Linked DNA regions of Mus musculus: all the other regions are linked to region 2. Evidence: chromatin contacts called from public ChIA-PET and promoter capture Hi-C data. All regions are on one chromosome and are shown on one strand. Each heading gives the region's core, a stretch centred on a gene start, on an enhancer-like site or on the middle of the called end of the contact. The rest is flanking DNA. Distances are from core to core; before and after follow the strand shown. Region 1 has its middle 22 kb from the start of Dynll2. Region 2 holds the start of Rnf43 (ring finger protein 43). Region 3 holds the start of Vezf1 (vascular endothelial zinc finger 1).

Region 1 (3,678 bases), core at 1,101-3,600, 300 kb after region 2:
ATTTATTTATTTATTTTACGTATGTGAGTACACTGTAGCTGTCTTCAGACAACACCAGAAGAGGACATCAGATCCCATTACAGATGGTTGTGAGCCACCATGTGGTTGCTGGGGATTGAACTCAGGACCTCTGGAAGAGCAGTCAGTGCTCTCAACCGCTGAGCCACCTCTCCAGCTCCTGAATTTCTGTCTTTTATTAGGTTTTATTGCTGTGATATTGCATAACCAGGGTAACTCTTATAAAATGAACCATGCCGTACACCTTTAATCCCAGCACTTGGGAGGCAGAGGCAGGCAGATTTCTGAGTTCAAGGCCAGCCTGGTCTACAGAGTGAGTTCCAGGATAGCCAGGGCTACACAGAGAAACCCTGTCTCAAAAAAAAAAAAAAAAAAAAAAAAAAAAAAAACACAAAATAAATAAATAAATAAATAAATAAATAAATAAATAAATAAAATGAACCTTTATATTGAAGTTGGTTTACAGTTTCAGAGGTCCAGTCCATTGTCACCATGGTGGGAAGCATGGCAGCGTGCAGGCAGGCATGGTGCTAGAGAGGTACCTGAGAGTTCTACATCTTAATCCATAGGCAGCAGAAGTGAATGCCACACTAAGCCTAGCATGAGTATCTAAGACTTCAAAGCCTGCCCCAACAGTGACACACTTCCTCCAACAAGGCCACACCTTCTAATAGTGCTAGCCCCTATGGGCAAGCATTCAAACACGTATTCAAACCACCACAGCTGAAGGGAGTCTCTGTGGCCTGCTCTAGGACAAAAATATCACATAGACAAAAGACCTGTCTTCTCTCCCAAAGCTTTAGTGACAATGCCACAGTCTCTAGACCTTAACTGGAGACCACAGCATGGATAGACAGTGACAGAGACAAAGCACCTCACAGCTTATCTGAAGGAGGAGCAGGACTCTGCCTTGTGGAGAGCTGGCTGGTGGCTTCCCACTGTCTCTGTCTCCGCTCTCCCTGGGAAGCCGTCTTATAGTTAGTTACTGATGGAGCCCATCTCCCTGAACCAGCTAGACACAAGGCAAAAGGAGGTGCCTTTGAGGATAGGGACCGAAGGGACAGTCTAAAGACACTCATCTCCCAAAGTGCCTGAACTTTCTGCTGTCCAAGGTCATCCTTCGATCTAAGATTTCAGGCCCCCAGATTCCTGAAACTCTCATTTACTTTGTCTTTCTGTTTGTTTTTCTTTGGAGTCTTTTGAGACAGGATCTCCCTGTCTTGGTACGTACGTAGCACTGCTGGCCTGGAACTCACTATGTAGACCAGGCTGCCCTTGACCTCTGCAGGAAAGCTGCAATCCTGGGCTGTGGATCACTTACACTGTCTCTCTGGGCTCCTCACTGGACCCCAGCTGGGCCTGCTTGCTCTAGATGTTTTGAGTCAAACAAAACTACAAAATAGTGATCAGGCAACGCATGGACACTCGAGAGAGGGTGGGAGGGGCCACGATAGATCAGGATTGGAGACAGAGGCAGCTCATTAGCCACACTCAGAAGAGAAAAACAGTGTGGCTTTAATCTCTTGATTAAATTAGGGAGGAAATGGGTCTGGGTGGTGAGAAATCACATGGGGAAGTGGGTTAAGTGAGATGATACAGAGCTGTGTGCCAGGAAATGAGAGAAAGGAAACAGACAGACAGAGACTGAGACAGAGGCAGAGAGAGAGAGAAACTGGGAGGGAGACAGAGAGAGGCCCTGCAGAAGCCCATGGGAAAGAGAGCAGTTTAGTCAAACATGACAAATTCTATATGAGGAGTTGGAGGGGACACCAGGGAGCCATTGAGGCTTCTGGAACTATCCAGGCACAGAGAGGGAGGATTGCCTGACTTATCACCTGAGGCACAGGCTAGCTGGAGACACAGATGATCAGCACCTGGTTCTCTACACAAAATGCCTCCCTTAGAGTGTCCCTGAGCCCCAAAGGCCCTAAGGGGAAGGAACCCCCAGGGACAGGGTCTTGTGTTTGCTTGGAGAGGCTGTGGGAGTGTTAGGAAGAATTCAAAGCTGTGGTAAGCATCCTGCAACGGGGACCACGGTAGGGAATGGTCTATTCCTGGTGCTGAATACATCTACCTGTAGTCAGAACTACACACACTGCACACCAAGTATGTGATACAACGGCTAGAGACGGGGCAGAGGCAGGAAGACCCTAGTTCAAAACCTGGCTCTGCCTCCCATTGTGAGCTCTTAATGTCTGTAAAGTATCAATGACAAGATCTATACCCTGGTTTGCTGCAAGGATTAAAATAATGATAATGTCTATAAAAGATAACTTGGCTGTACATCCCCGCCCCTTCCGGCATCTGTGCAGTCCCGCATGACTATGAGACTCCTCCCATCACAGAGGCTCCTCCCACCACCGTTGGTCTGTTTCTCATCCTGCCCTTGAGGTGGTGGCTTGCACTAGCAAAGAGTAAAATGTTTCTAGAACAGCCTTGAAGAACGATGACAGCTGGCTTCTTAGGAGTGCGTGCTCCTAGAAGCAAGCCCAGGCTGGTCCGCCAGCTGATGAGAGACACGTGGCCCAGTTACCTAGGCCGCTCCAATCAACAGCCAGCAAACTCAGCAGTCTGCAGACTGGTGCCTCCCCAGCAGACCTCCCTCGCCTCAGGCCAACCTCAGAAACAGAGGGAACAGCTGCTGGTGTAAGGTATACGGTAAGATCCCGTTGATAGGTTCAGACTTCCACACAAGATGAAGAGTCGCCAACAGCCTTATCTTCTTGTCGAGCAATCAAAATAACAAGGCAAGAATCTGGGCACTGCGGGGAAGGCTAACGGATGACCACAACTGAGAGACAGGAAAATAAACAATGAGAGTCCCACCGTCCTGCCTAGGTGCGGATGAGGGGCAGCTAAGGAAGCCAAGGATTACTGAGCTCTGGAGAGTTAAACAGAGGCCAGAGGACCAACCAAGGTGGCCAACTGCTGGAGAGCTGAGTGCCACGTAGAGAGCAAGCCCCAGAGGTGTGCAGGGCCTCCGCTCTGGTATTCAACAGGACATTGATCAGTACATGTGTGTAACAAAACTATCTGACGCCCGAGAAAGGCGAGAGAGCCATAGCCACGTATTTCCTGCCTAGAGCCAGAAATAAGAGTGAGGGTGAGTATCCTTCCAAGCCTGCCTAATGAAAGCAAGGCCTGGAAGGACCAGACTGTTACCAGATAAGTGAGTAAGGGGGGACCTGAGTTCACTCCTCAGGATCCACGTTAATAAAAAATGGGACATGGTGACTTGGGTTTGTAACCCCAGCACCAGGCAAACCTCGTCAGGAGAGCTCCAGGCCAGTGAAAGATCTTGTCTCAAAAATCACAGTGGACGGACCGTAGAGATGGCTCAGTGGTTAAGAGCACTGACTGCTCTTCCAGAGGTCCTAAGTTCAATTCCCAGAAACCACATGGTGGCTCACAACCATCTGTGATGGGATCCAATGACCTCTTCTGGTGTATCTGAAGACAACTACAGTGTACTCCTATAAATAAAATAAGTACATCTTTTTAAAAAATCACAGTGGACGTTTCTTGAAGATAACCCCAGAGGTTAACCTCTGACCTCCACATGCACACACATAAAGTAAAAATACAGATGCAGTGCTCAGCAAATAACACATTCAATAAGTTACATTTCCACCCTTGCAAAAGCCTAGACAAAATGGCTTT
Region 2 (3,718 bases), core at 761-3,260:
GAAAAATATCAGTGGGCAACTTAATGCTTTCTGAGATACTATATTACTTAATCCTTACAGCAAGCCTACCATTGCAATTATCCACAGGGCATTTTTTTGACAGGGGGTCCTGATATAACTGACTGACTTGGAACTCACTCTACAGGCCTCCAATTAACAACAGTCCTTCTCATTCAGTTTTGTGACTACTAATATTACAGTTGTGAGCCACTATGCTTGGCTAATTATCCACATTTTTACACATGCCCAAACAGGTTCATCTATATATTAAATTAAAACACAGAACTTCTTCATAATCATTTAAAATGTATACATTTCAACAGAGTTGAATGTCCACATTGTTGTTTATGAATAGAATTTTGAAAAATTCTACTAGTTCAACCATGGAATGCTGACCATGGGGCTGGAGGGATGGCACAGGTTAAGGTCACTGACTGCTCTTCCAGAGTTTGAGTCTCAGCATTCACACGTGACTTAAAACATCTGTAACTGCAGCTCCACAGAGCCTTACACCCTCTTCTGGCTTCTCACACACATGGTATACAAACATACATGCAGACAAAACATCCATACATATCAAATACAATTTTAAAAAGAAATGTCAAATATAATTTGAAAATTTAAATATTACAGTATTCAAATATGAAGATTTACAAAGAACTATATTGCATGAAGGTAGTAATTAGCTAAATTTAATCTCTTTACCTATACTGTTTTTATTAGACATATTTAACTTTTAAGAAAAGATTCATCTTGTGTGTATGGGTGTTTTGTCTGCAGTGCCTGTGGAGGCCAGACAAGGGTGTTGAATTCACTGGAAATGGAGTTGTAGATGGTTGTGAGCCACCATGTAAATGTTGAAAACTAGACTTCAGCCCTCTGGATGAACAGGCAGCCAGTGCTCTTAACCACTGAGCCACTGCTCCAGCTCCAAGCATAGGTTTAATGCTTAGCTTCTATATGCAGACTAACTTAGAGTCTTACACTGGAAGAATAGGTTTGACCCAAAGAGTAAGAGAGAAATAACAGATTCCAGACTTCTGACAGCAACCTGATTCGAGAGATCCATCCAGGTGCAGTTTAGGCAGAACTACTGAACGTAGTAAGAACTGAAGAAAAGCTATGCAGAAGTCTTTATTCACAGTGGCAGACATAAGCAACAAGTACTCAGTATAAGATCTCTCAATTCTGGCTTTGTGCCATTTGTAGACACTAAAACATGGGAAGAATAGAGATCTATTTGAATTTGTAACTGCAAGACTTTGCGCCGTTCTTTTGTCTTTTGGATGTCTTTGTTTTCTGTTCCGTTCCTCATACCGCCGTCAGTGTGCTAGTGCTTACAGAATAGACACATTTGGGTGGCCCTGATTTATCTCCTGTGGGGAAAGGTAAGGACTGATTGAACTGCATGCAGTTGGGCTGTCGCTCACTAGGGGGAGTAAAAGAGCAAGAGACAGAAAGAGACCGAGAGAAGACTTTTGGTTAAATTAGTGAGTGCGTGCACCAAGAGGAGGAGGGGCCGGCTTGCGTGTAGCGGCTCCACCCTCACTTTGTCAGCAGGTAGAGAGCGTGATTGCAGTCCCAGGGGAAGAAGTCAGAGCTGGTACACCAATTACAAACCACAGGTTTCCTGCTGTAGGGAGCTGATCCAGAATTGTCTTTCTTGAAAGGAAGCACTTCAACCCTGCCTCCTCCTGAACTTCCAAGTCCGTCCATGATTCAGGGATACCGTCTTCTCCCTCTGGGATATTCTGTGATTTGGGTAGTGACTGTTCTATTTGCTGCTTCGTTTCTCATCTCTTCCAAGATATTCCGTACAGAGGCGGAGGGAGAAGACTTTTGTTAGATTTTAGAGATGATTTTGGCTCATCTTTAAGCATTTCCAGAGTTCTTGAGGAGGACAGTAGCTCTCGTCTTGGAATAAGTTTTTGCCTGATCTGCGTGGATTACTTTTTCGGGCTTCGGAATTTCTCAGCACCTACCTGTAGTGCGAGCACTTGGTCTGATTGCAGAGTGAGAAGGTGGAAGCCGGAGCCGTACTGGGTTAAGCAGCTCAGGTCTTTTTTTAAAGCAGGATTTATAAATGCACAATTGAATTTGTTTCATCCCCGTGCCGTGGACTCCAGTGGGCCCGACAGCGCAACAGGTTTGCAGATTTCTTTTGAAATTCTTTCGTGTTTTCTCCCTCCCTCTGTCTCAGCGAAAGTAAAGAATCTATAGAACAGGTTTGCGTTCAGACGCTTGGCTTTTCAGCACTTACTCTGAAGACTTTATAGGATTTTTAAATGACTTCAAAAGGCAGCATACTTTGTGGGTGAAGTGTATTTATAGTTACTTAAGGGTGCGCATTTTAAAAATCTGATGTTTATAAAGAGTCCAAAGTTTCCTAGGAACATAGAAATAACCCAGGTCTCCTCAGCCTGATTTTTTTCAGGGCGCTCAACTTAGAGCCTCTCTACCCCCCTATCTTTTATTCTCCGCCCCCTCAAGGAATTTGAAAACTTAGGAATAGTCCTTTGTTTTTCTCCTGAATCTAGAAGATTACAGATTGTAAAGTCTGGATGTGTTTCCACAGCATTCTGAGGAAAGTCAAAGCGCTTGGCATTCTCAGACTGGAGAATAAACTCTGGGATCCCTAAACGAGAAAGGAAAGTGGAAACAGAAATATGAATTTTAGCTGGGAAAATAATTGCAAAGCTAAACTTTTCAAGTATCTCAAAAGGGAAGTTGGAAGAGATTTTGATACTCAGATTAATTGTGTCGTATGTCAAAGATATATGAATTTGTGCCTAATTTTACAGGCACTTTTGGTGGAACACACACACACAAAATAATATATTGTAGTTCTTTAAAAGTATATAAATTCAGTAGGCCTAGAACTCTGGACTATGCTGAAACACAATTTAGCATGGACATTTTAATTAAGAGTATATGCTTCAGCATCATTAGACATCCCTCCAGGTGGGGCCTGATTAGTTCCCACTCTTCCCCTATTCAAAAGAAAACCTCCTCATGGACTTTAGCCATTTATGGTTGACATTTTTTTCTGGCTTAAAAAGGGCAGCATGTCTTCGTGTTCTGAGCTGAAGTTCCTCCCTCACCTCCGATGCGCTGCTTTAGCCGTTTACTGACCTTGTTTTCTTCATCGGCCTCGGGTTTAGTGCCTCAGGAATCTGATACATATGGAAGACCAGCAGCAAGTGATCTGACATAATACCAATCCATGTTTGTATCTAAAGCACATTTGGAAATTCCAAAGAGAAGAGGTGGCATTTCTGTATTCGCAGTGACGATGGGAGAAAAGGACATACCTGCCCCAGAGGTGGGCTGAAAAGGCCATCTTCTGCTCCCAATCAGGAATACCCCCTGTGCTTGGGAATCTACGTTAGAAAAAGGAAGGACCAGAATCTGACTTGGCTCTCTGAAACGGAGGGCTAGCACTTCTCCCCATTCGTTTTCTGCATTGAGGACCTGCCTTTGGGATGAGCTGGTAGTAGAAGCGGTATGCATGGCCGAAGAGCATTGATGCAGCTGGTAGCATGAGTGGTGGCCACCAGCTGCAGCTGGCTGTCCTCTGGCCCTGGCTGCTGATGGCAACCCTGCACGCAGGCTTCGGACACACAGGACGGGTGCTGGCGGCGGCAGTGGAGTCCGAAAGATCAGCAGAACAGAAAGCTGTTATCAGAGTGATCCCCTTGAAAATGGACCCCACAGGAAA
Region 3 (3,533 bases), core at 384-2,883, 410 kb after region 2:
TAGCTCAGGGATATATCAGAAACTCATTTTCTGTCCCCCTCCGTCTTAGGCTGACCAGTTCTCTGGTGGTTCCTGCTACTGATCCATCCAAACTGCTGGACTTGTCCTTCATACCCAAGGTCTTCAGGCAGTATCTAATGGGAAGTCAACTCTAAAAGGAACCAGACTGTCATTTCCTGGCCCCTTTATTCTGGTGACTGATGGAAGAGTGGGAGGGAAATATATTTGTTTAATGGTTGGAAAAACATCAAATTACCATACCTCTTCAGTTTCTATTCCCATAGAATTTTGCAACTATGGTTTTTGAATCAGTCATTCATATATATATGAATATGATATATATATATGCATACATACATACACACACATACATATATATGAAGTTGAAGATATGTCTTTTATTAAAACTGTCTGGAGGGGATAAGAGTCAGTTTGAAATATGTTGAAGTTCTGAAATAATGTGCACATCTGAGGAGTTGGTTTTATTTTTTAACATTTTATAAAAATATCATAGATGGAGCCTGCCCCCTCATTTCCCCACCACAGATTCTTTGGACTAGATATATGTTTAATAATAGCTTGTCTCTGATATTCACAGTAGCTACCTCTATGTGAGGAAAGGATAGAAAACATTCAAGACATCATATGGGCTTACGATCTACAGATTCCAACCAGTAGCAGTGGCTGACTCCTACACAGACGACTGGGAACTGCAAACAGGCTGGGGTCACCTCAGTGACATCTGACGCTGTCCAACCAGAAGTCTGACTTGTGTGTGCGTGTGCTGCAGGAATTGAAAAATGTACTAAAAGACTAAAATATTTTGCCTCTATACTTTCTCATTCGTTTTTATTGTTTGTTTTTAATCCTGGCGGGAGAGGGGTTTTTAAGTATTTCCTGTATCTGGAATGAAAGGGAAAGATGGGAAAGCGGTCCCGTCACCCAAGAATAACCCAGTAATGACATCTGAACGCGTGGGAAGTGTTTCCCTCCACAGTAGGCGCTTCTAAGGCTGTACCCTAGTGGAATTCCCTGCTCAAATTGGAAGACCACGCAAAGGGCGATGGCAAGAGCGCTGAGTGAGGGCTTAGCTGGTCAGGAATAAAAATACCCGAGGGTAGGGGACACTAGAAGCTAGCATCCTAGTTCGTAGGTGGAAGCTGTGATGTGCTTGACCGATTGAACAGCCAGGTGACCAACCGAAGCCCTGACTGCCGCTGGGGGTATGAGAGGGACGCGACGCCGCCGGGTACCAAGGCAGAGTCACGAGAGGCAGCCCAGCTGTGCCCAGCGGGCCAGCGCCAGACCCTGGCGTCCTCCATCTTCTCTCCTGCGCTCCCCCTGCTCCAGCTGCCTGAGCCACGGACCGCAGCATCACACACCCCCGCGGGGGGGGACGCCGCACCCCATCCCCGCCCCCGGCCCCACCCCAGCCCCCGCGCGGGCTCCCTGACCCCACCGCCCGCGGGCACTGGCTGAGCTCCGAGGCGGCGCGCCGGCGGCGGGGACGCCCGGAGGGGGTCGAAGCGGCTGGGGGCGGCGGCGGCCGGGCCGGGGCTCCCCCCCCGCCCGCGCTCGCCGCCGCGGTGGTGCGTCCCGGAGGTTACCGGAAGTGGCCGCGCTCGGCGCTGCCATGTTGAGGAGCCGCCGCTGCCGCTGCCGCCGCCGCCGCCGCCGCTTTGTTGTCGCCTCCTCCGCCTGAGGAGGCTCCCCGAGCGGGGGGAGTGGGGAGGAGGGGGGTCGGCCGCCGCAGCCATGGAGGCCAACTGGACCGCGTTCCTGTTCCAGGATCTGGGGGCCCCGGGGGGGTCGGGGGGCCAGGGGGGCCGGGCCGGGCTCGGGCGGGCGGGCGCTCCTCCCCTCCCGGCTCCGCTCTCCGGCCCGGCCTTAATCCCCCTTTGTTTTTCCGCCCGCCCGCTCCGGCGGAGCCCGGCCGCCGAGGTGAAAGGAGGCGGCCTCGCGGGGTGCGGGGGAGAAGCAGGCCTCGGGGTGAACCCGGGCCCCCCCAAGCACACACGCACACACACACCCTTCCCTCCCGCCCCGAAGGGGAAGGGAGGAGGCCGGCCGCTGTCACCACCCCGCGGCCCAGAGAAAGGAGGGCGCCGGGCCGCTGTGGAGCGCGGGCCGCTCGGCCACTGCGCGCCCGAGCGGGGCCGCGCGGCGCAGCGAGGGGGTCTCCGGGTCCCGCTCCGAGTACCCATCCATCTTTCGCTTGCGCTTTTCGCGTCACCTCTCTCTTTTTGTGTGTGTGTGCTTGTGTGTTGACTTTCTGACCCTCCTCCCACATCCCGCGAATAGCGGGTATCTCTGGCTTCGCCGCCACTCCCCCTTCTCGCCGCCCCCTCGGGTGGACCCGACGGGGGGTGTTGCGAGCGTGGTTCCCCTCTGCAAACTTTTCTCCGCTCCTAGCCCAAGTCCTGGGCGAGCCCTGGCAACTGGTCCCCTCGCCTCTGTCCAGCTTCTGCGGTCCCATTGAGCTTGGGGAATCCCCGAGCCGGCGGGGCCGGGCGGGGGCGGGGAGCGGCGGGGGCCGGGACTCCTGCAGGCCCGACCTTCCCCGGAGCGTGTCTCGCTAGTCTCGCTCCGCGACCCGCTCGAACGTTCGCTCCGGCCCAGTGGGCGACGGGAAGCGGAGAGGGAGCGCAAAGTCCGCTTACAAAGCCCCTAGATGAGTCACTCATAGGGAGTATGGGGGTCTTCGCTTCTTCTTTTTTTCCTTTTGCCAGAAACTTCAAAGCTAATGTTAGCGGATACTTCAGCCATACCCTTCTCCTACCACTTTAATGCGGGACCCCTGATTGGAACTTTTTCCCCCCTCTGCTTCCTTTCTGTTTGCAAATGCATTGATGAGCAGTAGAGATAAGCACATGCAGAAACTTCAGAACTGAAGGTTAGGGAGCTAGTCGTTTTTAAAATGTGTCCTTCCCGCCTCCCTCTTTGGAGTTTTCCTAAATACTTCGTGAAATTCCAAACGCGTAGCTTGGGCGCTTGAGACCTTTGGAAATGCAGAATCTTCAAAAGATTATACTCTCCGCATCTGGTCCCATCCCGGTGGAGTTAATACGGGGAATTGGAGAATTCAAAATTACCCATTGTGTAATCTGGCTTGTCCTATTAAGACATGTTTCAAATGTGAGCATTTTTATTTTAGGTAATTATTGAAATAAATGGGCTTACTAAAGTTGGAAATTCTTAAGATTTTGCAACTCCTGAACGTCCCACTTTATCATCCTTAATCTGGTATTGATTTTATTGTGCTTTGATGAGTTTGTTAAGAAAGTGATGGTCAAAAAAAAAAAAAAAAGAAAGTGATGGTCAACTTAAGAATGGATTGGCAAAGAAGTACGGAACTAGCTGGCATGAGGGTTGGTGCAAAGACGGTAAATGCTTTCTTTAGAAAAAGCTTACTTACAAATGATCGTTTGACAGTAAAGGACTGATGAGTTTTAGACGCAGTTTAAACAATATTACATTGGGTGTCTGTAAACTCGATGGAGGTGGAACAAAGCAAGCCCCTTATGTGAAGGAGA

Evidence for each region. Promoter capture Hi-C pulls out the DNA fragments that hold promoters and counts their contacts. ChIA-PET counts read pairs in DNA pulled down with a chosen protein or histone mark.
Region 1: an RNA polymerase II ChIA-PET map of memory CD8 T cells shows a contact between it and region 2, with 113 read pairs. The contact joins the enhancer-like site here to the promoter of Rnf43 in region 2. A contact is called at or near these places in 12 of 39 promoter capture datasets (the 3T3-L1 cell line, 3T3-L1-derived adipocytes, the HPC-7 cell line and 6 more), 1 of 15 datasets of contacts at CTCF or cohesin (embryonic stem cells), 27 of 484 Hi-C or Micro-C datasets (CD8 T cells, the MC3T3-E1 cell line, MC3T3-E1-derived osteoblasts and 17 more) and 4 of 115 datasets of contacts at active chromatin or transcription factors (astrocytes, embryonic limb bud, embryonic stem cells and 1 more).
Region 3: a contact with region 2 is called in a promoter capture Hi-C map of hippocampal neurons, with 4 times the contacts expected there. The contact joins the promoter of Vezf1 here to the promoter of Rnf43 in region 2. A contact is called at or near these places in 2 of 39 promoter capture datasets (hippocampal neurons and liver).

Annotation. Positions count from the first base shown.
Region 1 is chr11:87,963,946-87,967,623 of GRCm38.p6, forward strand. No RefSeq gene overlaps it. Among named protein-coding and RNA genes, the nearest start is that of Dynll2, 22 kb to the right of the region's middle. RefSeq lists an enhancer at 1,616-2,660. Within about 2 kb of position 2,351, at least 82 of the 459 cell types and tissues checked have an H3K27ac peak or open chromatin away from gene starts, as enhancers often do. A contact at or near this core is called in CD8 T cells, the N1E-115 cell line, memory CD8 T cells and 1 more, where this site is marked.
Region 2 is chr11:87,661,077-87,664,794 of GRCm38.p6, forward strand. It overlaps Rnf43 (ring finger protein 43), which reads left to right and starts at 2,011. Exons shown (of 10, transcript NM_172448.4): 1 at 2,011-2,146; 2 at 3,060-3,718. The coding sequence starts at 3,540.
Region 3 is chr11:88,066,646-88,070,178 of GRCm38.p6, forward strand. It overlaps Vezf1 (vascular endothelial zinc finger 1), which reads left to right and starts at 1,634. Exons shown (of 6, transcript NM_016686.4): 1 at 1,634-1,788. The coding sequence starts at 1,756.